Linked DNA regions of Danio rerio: region 2 is linked to region 1. Evidence: chromatin contacts called from public Micro-C data. All regions are on one chromosome and are shown on one strand. Each heading gives the region's core, a stretch centred on a gene start, on an enhancer-like site or on the middle of the called end of the contact. The rest is flanking DNA. Distances are from core to core; before and after follow the strand shown.

Evidence for each region. A called contact is a pair of places that touch in the nucleus more often than the background predicts.
Region 2: a contact with region 1 is called in a Micro-C map of caudal fin, with 3 times the contacts expected there. The contact joins the promoter of exoc3 here to the promoter of zcchc2 in region 1. A contact is called at or near these places in 1 of 18 Hi-C or Micro-C datasets (caudal fin) and 1 of 4 datasets of contacts at active chromatin or transcription factors (embryo).

Annotation. Positions count from the first base shown.
Region 1 is chr2:53,426,192-53,431,650 of GRCz12tu, forward strand. zcchc2 (zinc finger, CCHC domain containing 2) reads left to right here and starts at 3,870. Exons shown (of 14, transcript XM_021471308.3): 1 at 3,870-4,609. The coding sequence starts at 4,046.
Region 2 is chr2:53,491,757-53,496,920 of GRCz12tu, forward strand. It overlaps exoc3 (exocyst complex component 3), which reads right to left and starts at 2,630. Exons shown (of 13, transcript NM_212715.1): 1 at 2,513-2,630.

The DNA of each region.
Region 1 (5,459 bases), core at 2,620-5,119:
TCTAAAAATAAAGTTTCCAAGGTATGCGTAAGATTTTTTATTTACTTTTTTATTTACAGCAGTATCTCCAGCAGAAAATATATCCAAAAAATGCCATTTTAAATTGTAAAAGAAATCTAATGAAGACAACAGAAGTCAATGATTCATTTTCATTATTTAGCCTGACATGTTTACTGCTCCAATATATCTTAAATCTTTCAAAAAATTAAATATAGTATGTACAAAGGGGAAAAAGTTGTTGTTTTTTATCCAGACATTTAAAAAGAACATATTTTAGAGCACTAATCACAATACCGTGAAACCGTGATATTTTTATCCAAGGTTATCATACCGTCAGAATCTTATACCGGCCCATGCCTACTCCGGACTTTCAAGTAAATTTTCATGACCTAATGTTTCATGTAATGTCTATGTGTACATGGTAACTAACAAGAAAAACAATGCATGTTCAAAGTTATTAAAGAATTTCATAAAACATGCAACAATCTATTTAGTTTGAATAAATATTTATATATATAAAAACTGAAAACAAATATTCAAAGATGATTCCTTGGATTTACTCAATTTTTTTACGTTAAGTGGTTGTAAACTATTTATTTGGGCTGAATTTAAACAAATAAATTAAGTTGAACATTATTAAACTTAATTTGTTTGTTTAAATTTAACACAAATAATTTGAAACACTTCTGCATGCAACACTTTTTTCAGTGTATATATATATATATATATATATATATATATATATATATATATATATATATATATATATATATATACGTACATTTTATTTAGATAATGCTCACGAAGCATTAACAATGTGAGAGCATGTGTTCGGCCATGGACAGAAATAAAGTAAAGACAACTAAACCATATTTAAGTATACAAATATTTGTTAAACTAATTTCCATGACTTTTCCAAAACTTTTCCAGGCCTGGAAAATGCCATGTCAAATTTCCATGACTTTTCCAGGATTTTCATGACCGTATGAACCCTGTCACTAGTAAAACAGTTAGAACATCCAATATTTCAACCAACAAGTAAAAGAAAGAAAAGTAAAAAGAAGTAATTCTCTCACCAAAAATGTCCTGGATATCCACAAGTTGAAACAGCCAGTCGCCACCAACACACTACAAGACAACAGCTAAAAACGCTCTCATCACTGACATGAATTACAGTGCAGTGCTGCAGGAACAGTGTGCAGATGGCAAGGTACAGCCACAGACTATTTTATATCTGCACCCACAGTGACGTACTGCCTTTCCTGGGCAGAATGAAAGAGCGACAGGCATCAGAGAGAGGGAGGAGTATGGGCTTAACCCTCCACAAAACCATCTTCAAAGAAAGTCAAGCCAAATGGCTCCAAGCCTCCAATCCTTAGGCCCGATCCGCAAATAGCGCAGTCCAAAAAAGCTCTTTATTTTTTTCTGCTGTCATGCATTGAGTTATTTAGAAGAGTCCACTGACATTACATTAACATCATGTCTGTGCGATGTCTTTTGTGTTAGGACTCTTATCCTTCCAGTAGCACATAGCTTGTTTCCATCAGCTTAGGCCAGATACTTAAACACAGATGTTGGCGCCTTGCTTTGACTCCTATTACTGGGAAATAACTCTTTGGGGACCACCGTCGTTCTCCATCGGCCTGTTTATGAATAAAAAAAGATGTTTAGAAGGAAAGGAGCACATCCAACCACATTAGTACCTGAGGAAGGAGTATGTACCTGTGAGCTGTTTTGCTAAACGTCCCTGTGTATATATTTGTACACCACAGACTTGCACACAGATCCGCTGTTCAAACACATTTATGTATTAGCAGAGCTATTTTGGATCAGAGGTGGGCTCCTCCGGGTACCAGAGGAATCACATTAGACAAAAATAGAGGAGACATAAACAACTGAACTGAAGCATAGGTGTTTGGTTCAATGGTGTGCAGTGTTTATAATATGATGTAATGAAGTACAATGCATTTGTTGTGTGGAGGATCTACGGTGGAAGAGCGTTGGAAATAAATGTGGGATTCACCTAAAGAATGGGAAATGGAAATGTTTCTGCTTTTCTTCATATATTGAGAGGAGGATGGTCATGATATTTGCTGAATGCGAACTCTAGATGTTCATGATAAATATTAAGCAGTGTTGAAATAATCGCTTTATGGCTATACAATGTCTCCCTCTAGTGGACTTAATGAGTACAACCAGGGTACAACTTGCATACATCAATCAGTCTATGGGAACATCTAGTGGTCAGAACAGGAGCTGCACGGGGTTTTAAAATAAAAACAAATATAAATGTGTTGTTTGTAAGATTCATCGTTTAAAAAAATCTACCAAAAGGTTTTTAAATATAAGAAAAAACGTACGTGAGATTAAATACCTGCGACGACGTCATCGTCTCTGTGATAACTCAAAAGTTATCGAAGTCCTTATTATTTCTTGAAGTTAATAATAATAATAATAAAAGGTTATTTAACGTTAAAGTCCTTTAACGTTAAATGTATTCTATACTCTTGGGGTTATGGATTTATGACTTTTTAAAGCTCATATTTTACATTATATATGTATATAGCCTAATTTACATGATATACATTTATATTATCTATGTTATTATATTGACGCCATATCAAGGGGATTTTAAAGCCACCGGGGTTTTTTTTTTACAGAACTATAATGGTTTCAGATTCGTCGTCAATCAATAACGTAAACCTTGTGGTATTTTAATCCTTATTTAACAAGTTCGTATGTAGGCTGTTTGCATTTATGCGTGTAAAAATCAACATAAATTCGTTATTACACAAATACAAGTAAGAATCCAATCAAAACCAACACGGCCGCCATGCAGAAAAAAAAACAGGTCCGGTTTTAGCTGGTAGACCAGTGTGGTTCCAGGCTGATGTTCAGCCATTTCCAGCCTGGTCTTAGCTGGTCAGGCTGGAAATGACTAGCTAAAACCAGCTTGACCAGCCTGGTTTAAGCTGGATATAGCTGGTTTTGGCGGGGCTCCCAGCGTGGCTAGGCTGGTTTCAGCTGGCCATCTCCCAGCCTGACCAGCTAAGACCAGCTCCTATCGGAAGTCGATGGCAAGGATGGTTGTTGATTCATAACTTAATATAGTTCATATTGTACATAATATAGGTACATAATGTACATTATATGATACATAATATTATATTGACGCCATGTCAAGCCACATTTTTAAGCCACTATGTTTTTACAGAACTATAATGGTTGTCAGATTCATCGTCAAACAATACCGTTGTGGTATTTTAATCCTTACTTAACAGGTTCGTATGTAATAATTTGCATTTATACATGTAAAAATCAACACAAATTTGTTAATACCACGGATACAAGCAAGACTCCAATCAAAACCAACATTAAAAACACTTGGACGAATTCGAGACATTCTAGAAAGAGTGGAAAGAAAGTAGTTCTCCCGGCATGTGTCGTTTGAATTATGTATCGATGAGCGAACACTGTTCTGGAACTATTTGATTTAGCGGAAGAATTTATTCACTTTGATTACAAAGTTTAACCAACAACATGTATGTCTTTTATTATATTTATTTTTACGTAGTTTTTTTAAAAGGTCACTCACAATTCTATATTATCTATAACTTAAAATATGAGTTATAATATTTAATCACGTGTTGCTACATTAATAACTAATAAACTTAATAATATAATGAAATATTTTGTTAAAGTCAAATCACTCCATAAAAATGAATTAAATTCTACATTAATTTAATTCTACGTTCTTACATCAATTCTATTCGGGAAAAAGAGCGAAGGGGTGAGTTTAGGACCCTGGGACTCATAAACCGAGTGGGCGGAGTCACAGATGATTGACAGGATATTCTGGAGGCACGGCAGGCGAGTAATCTCTGGCAAACTGACCACAGCCACACCGTCAGACTACCGACAGCGATTTTTAAAAACGAAAATCCGTCCCAAAACGGGGATTTCATCGAGTTTTGATGCCGAGATATTGGCCGGTAAGCACCATCCATGGACTTCCATCTCTGACGATTGTGTTTGAGAGCTGATAATGATGAAGATGAAGCTGCGAGCGGCGGGAGGAGAAAATTACCGATGCGACTTGAATTCCGTTAACGGAGCGGATCGGGAGAGCGGCATCGGGGCGGCTCAGCTCGATAAGGAGGCGGTTTTTGAGTGGTTCGGGCTACAGTTGAACCCGGCCGGACGCGTGGAGTTGCTTTGCGGGCTTCTGCATATGTGTCAGCCGTTAGAGCTGCGTTTCCTCGGCGCCTGTCTAGAGGATCTGGCCCGGAGAGATTTCACCGTCCTGCGGGACTTCGAGATCCGGGCCAACAGCCCCGCCGATTTGGAAGGGCTGGTAGACGTAAGCGATCCCGTTGTGTTGTCTAAACTACTCGTGTATTTGTCTCTGCTCGGCTCCAAGAGCAGGGAATGCGCCTGTATTCTCTTCAGGACGTTGAGTCGGATGGACGTGGGTATGTACGGGGCTCTACCGGAGCCGGAGACGGTGGATCAGCTGCGGCTGCTCTTCACCATGGGCTCGCTACACCCGGCGTTCAGTTTCTATCAGCGGGAAGAGCTGCGAGCCCAGTTGGACAGACTCCAAAGATGGGTGTGTAGCAATATTTACCTCAAAATCACTGACATTAATAAAATTTGCTAAAATTGTAATTAAGTTATATGGTTTGAACTAGTACTCGAAATAAACAATCTTTATAACGTTAACGTTATATCATAACGACATCAAATGGTACAACCAGGGTATTTACATGGAACTCCAGAGTATTTTACCAACTTACTATTGTATCATGTCCATAAACATGATGGAATGGTACTTTTTCATGTATTGGTTAAATAACTATTAAACATATCTGTATGTAAGTTTAAGAAACTAGAACTATGCTAACAGTGTCAGTGTTTATATATAACAGTCAAATAATATAAATACCATGGTCTTATGAATATCATGTTGCGAAAAAAGCAAGACATTAGTACCATGGTATTTTTAGGAGTACCACCCTAACAGAAAAGTAAGTACCATGGTACACTGATGATATCAAACGATTAAACTTTAGTTTCTTTATTATACACCAAAATATTTAAATGCATGTATTATGGTATTTACATATCACTCCAGGAAATACTATGGTTCTACTAGGGTATTATGTCCAAAAACATGGTAGTTATTATTAATTTTTTGTGTTAAAGTCACTCATACTATGGCTTTTATTAAAAACATGGAGTAATGTATGAACACCATGACTAGAACTATGCTAATGTCGTCAGTATATAGTACAGAAACATAATATAAAACCATAGTCTTCTGAATATCATATTGCTACATAAACATGACATTAGTACCATGGTATTTTTAGGAGTACCACCCTAACAGAAAAGTAAGTACCATGGTATACTAATAATATAATATGATAAACATTTGGCTCTTTATTATACACCAAAAT
Region 2 (5,164 bases), core at 1,380-3,879, 64 kb after region 1:
TCCAAAATTAAATTTAGTTCCTTGAGTATTTAAAAACTTTTTTTGTAGTTGAACGTTTTAGTAATTTAGTTTTTTCTACTTGGTTTTTATTAAATATTTAATGCCAGTTAACAAACAAACCAAAACATTGCATTAGGGCCACACAATATATTGTTTTAGCATTGATAATGCAATGTGATAATTTGCATTAGTCACATTGCAGGGTATGCAATGTTGAGTTTGTATTATAATTTATCATTTTCATGTGTTTTTGATGCCTGTGATTGTATAATGATTTTAGAAAGCATTCAGGTATAAAAATTGTACCATTTGTGACATTAACTATAATTCAGTTAATTTACTTGAATACAGTTAGACTCAGAAAATGATAAAACACTGTATTTTAATTTTAGCTTTTTCTTAATTGTATTTACAGATTGTTCTGCATGAAAATACTCAAATTACATGAAAAAAATCAAAATGCACAGCAAATTGCACACACCAAAACAGAAAATTGTCGAGGAACATCACAAAGCTTATAGATAAGTTATTAGATTTTTATAGAAATGCATTCCCATTGCAGAATCATCCCAATAGATCTAACATTATAAATTCTTTCCATATATATATATATATATATATATATATATATATATATATATATATATATATATATATATATATATATATATATATATATATATATATATATATATACATAGCAAAATAAAAAATATATATTGCAATGTTAAAGTTTTCCAATATCATGCAGCCCTATGTTGCATGTATCGAAATGGGCATAAATAGTACAAAATAAGTTATACATAACATTCATTTTTTTTCGTCTCAGGTATTTCAGTATATCAAGTTAAAATAAAAGACAAAGTAATGAATTTTGTAGGGTGTTTTACTTTTTTGATTTATTTGGTAACTATAAGCCTGATAAAATGATAAAAATAACACAAACTGGGAAACATTTTACAGCATAAACAGCAAAGGTGCTTTTAGTATATTTATTAACAATTTGCACATTCAGACATTCTCATTTATAATATAATTTCAGAAAAGTATTCTTTGCAAACTGTAAATAGTGAAATAATTTTAGCAGGCAAATGACTATCAAAGTACAACAGTGTTAGTGATTAACAGTTTTATTGATTCCCAGGCAGATTTCAGAACGGAGCACAGAATACAACTCTGTAAAGAATCAACATTTTACCCTATTAACAAACCCAACCCAAACTAATCCCAAACTACTACTTTAAGGTCCCGGCTTGGCTATCACTAGGCCCACACAGAACCTGCGCACGCAGAATTGCGCAGATTTTCAACCCATCATTAATTCTGTTTATTTACTTGAGTAAATCAAAGTTTATTTCGTTTTTAATTAATTACAGTAATATTATTGACTTATCTGAAAATGTTCATCTGATTTATGTACAGTGCAGTTTGTACAGCAATATTTTCTGTCTTTTAGTAAATAATATATTACATGAGAGACTTGTTTTGTTTACCAAATCAAGTGAATCTAATTGGATTTGCATTTTAAACATTAAATAAAAGTTAAAAAGATATTATTTTTTATTTGACATATTAATGTTTTAGTCATGATACTACCAAAACAATTCAGCAGAAATTTGCAGATTTTCACCAAAATTCTCCACAGAAATAGCAATAAATGTCCACAGATTCCGTCTGGCCCTAGATATCACTACAGTTAAAGCCTCCATCTTTATATCAAATTTAAATAAAACACAATAAAAAATGAATAGATAAATTTAGTCAGAAACATATCACATTTACACTGTCACAAACAGTATATCCCACACACATTTATTACTGTTCCATTTCCAAACACGTAAAGTACTTGGACCATTTTTATAATATAGATTTGTCTTTTCCACTTGCTTATAAGACATTTTTTCAAATGCGACCACTTTAGCGAGTATTACTGACCATACTTGAAGGGAAGGGGCATCTTCTGATTTCCAGCTCCTAAGAATTAATTATCTGCCATTCAGTTATCTGGTTTGGACCCAGGACTATTTTTAATTTTTGTCTGTCCAACCACCTAATATAAGCAGTCTAGGACATAGTGAAATATGTACAGTTACTAGTGCTAATGTTGTTTTTAAATCATACACGCGATTTCAGACCGAATATTCAGAGTAGCGTGGTAAACATTATAGGGAGCATGTCGAATGTGCAAAACCAAAACCAACTTTACCTCAATCCTGTATTCACATAGGAACCTGTGTATTTATAACTGCATTTGTGTTTGTTTGCAGCTGGTTAGACATGCAGAACCAAACTAACACAAACAGTCAGTTATACTAGACACAGTCAAAATAGGAACGGGTTAAGAAAAAGCCCAAATAAAGCCGCAATTTGTTTTGTTTGCAGATATAATTGTTTTGTGCTGAAGGCCCATAGTGACAACTGCTAACGTTGCCTTGCTAAGCACATTAGCATTCATAGCACCGCGTTTTACATAATTAACGTTAAATATTTAAGGTCATGAGAAAGTACTCACCCAGACGAGATGTTCGTTCTCTGAGTTGCGTGTTGTTACAAGCTGTTCATTAATTTTGTGTTTTCATGTGTGTTTATTCTGTTCGTTTACTGTCATAACAGCGGCGTCTTCCTGGTTTCGCCCTCCACTTACCAGTCAGATGACGGCGCTGTGCGCATGCGCCAACAGTATCAACTGCGCGCACACTTTACGCAGATTCACAGATTACAGCGAGGTCAACGAAATGAATAATTAAAAAAAAAAAAAAAAAAAAAAAACGAAATGAATAATAATAATAATAATAATAATGCTAAAATAATTGCAGTGTTGGATGCTAAACAGCTGAACGGTAAATAGAAGATCATAAACAACATTCTTAATAGTGGATAACGCAGCATAACTGCGAAAACATTATAATCTCATATGCATACTTGCCAGATAAATCAAAAGGACTTGAAAAATGACAAATATGATTATTTATACATTCATTCACACATTAAGCAATTAAACAATAGATAAATACGATTTTATTTTCAGTTGAATACTCACCAGCCACTGGACAGGTACACCTGTCCAGTAAACGGTTTGTTAACACAAATTTCTAATCAGCCAATCACATGGCAGCAACTCAATGCAGTTATAGGCATGTAGTAGACATGGTCAAGACAATCTGCTGCAATTCGAACCGAGCATCAGAATGGGGAGAAAAGGAGTCACTTTTAAGTCTTTTTGTAAGTCACTTTTAACGTGGCATGGTTGGTGCCAAACCGGCTGGTCTGAGTATTTCAGAAACTGCTGATCTACTGGGATTTTCACGCACAACCATCTCTAGGGTTTACAGAGAATGGTTCAAAAAAAGACAAAATATCCAGTGAGCAGCAGTTCTGTGAGAGCAACCGGCTTGTTGATGTCAGAGGTCAGAGAATGGCTTCAACTGATAGAAAGGCAACAGTAACTCGAATAACCACTCGTTACAACCGAGATATGCAGAAGAGCATCTCTGAACACGTCAAACCTCGAGGCAGATGGGCTACAGCAGCAGAAGACCACACCGGGTGCCACTCCTGTCAGCTAATAACAGGAAACTGAGGCTACAATCCACACAGGCTCATCAAATTTGGACAATAAAAGATTGGAAAAACGTTGCCTGGTCTGATGAATCTTGATTTTTGTTGTGACAGAACGATTCAGGCTGGTGGTGTAATGGTGTGGGGGATGCCAGCCTACCTGAGTATTGCTGCTAATCATGTCCATCCCATTATGACCACAGTGTATTCATTTTCTAATGGATACTTCCAGCAGGATGACGCGTCATGTCATAAAGAGCGAATCTTAGACTGGTTTCTTGAACATGACACTGAGTTCACTATAATTAAATGGCCTCCACAGTCACCTGACCTCAGTTCAATAGAGCACCTTTGGGATGTGCTGGAACTGGAGACTTGCATCGTAGATATGCAGCCGACAAATACGCAGCAGCGGTGTGATGCTGTCATGTCAATATGAACCAAAATCTCTGAGGAATATTTCTAGTACCTTGTTGAATCTATATGCCACGAAGGAATAAGGCAATTCTGAAGGCAAAAGAGGGTCCAACCCAGTATAGTAAGGTGTACCTAATAAAGTGGCTAGAGAGTGTGGATTATGTGCAGATGAGAAATCATTTAGAATATACAGTATAAATGTATATTTGAGCAATAAAAAAATACTAACAAACACAAAATAGAAGATTTCCAAAGGGCAAAAGAGATTTATTTTTCACGTTCATCCAAAATCTGTACCTAAAAGTAATAAAATACAAATCATCTTCTCAAAAATATCTATGAAAACAACCTGAGTTTTTGCACATGATTAAACAGTCTAGAATTGTCGAAAGCTTATTATATGTATATATTTATTTATATATCCTGAAGGAAGTCCATTTCTGAATCGGATTTAAAAACAAAAAAAGTAATTGTGACTTTTGTTTTGCAATAATTCATGGAACAAAAGTCAGATTTGTGAGGTACAGACTGAGCATATTGTCGGATTTACTAATAAAAATTATGAATTTTGAGTATTATGAAATATTTAGGGCCAGAACGGTAGCGCAGTGGGTAGCACAAAGACCTCACAGCAGGAAGGTCACTGGTTCGAGCCCCGGCTGGGTCAGTTGGTGTTTCTGTGTGGAGTTTGCATGTTCTCCCCGTGTTTCCACCGGGTGCTCCGGTTTCCCCCACAAGTCCAAAAACGTGGTATATGTGAATTGAATAAGCTAAATTGACTGTAGTGTATGTGTGTAAATGAGTGTGTGTGGATGTTTCCAAGTGATGGGTTGCCGCTGAAAGGGCATGCGCTGCATAAAACATATGCTGGATAAGTTGGCGGTTCATTCCGCTGTGGTGACCCTTGATTAATAAAGGAACAAATTAAATATTTATCTTGTAATTCTGAGTTAACATCCCTGACCTAAATAAATCAAATAAAACTTGGATTTTATTTCCTGGAACAATGAGTTTATAGACTCTCACACAATTCTGACTGTATATCTGACCTATATAGGATATCTTGCAGTCCTAACATTAACTTTCCATAACTTACATATTTCAGTTTTACTACTAAAAACATATTGAACTCATATCTTGCAGTTTTGACTTCATATCCGGCCCAGAAATATAATATATAAACCTAAAA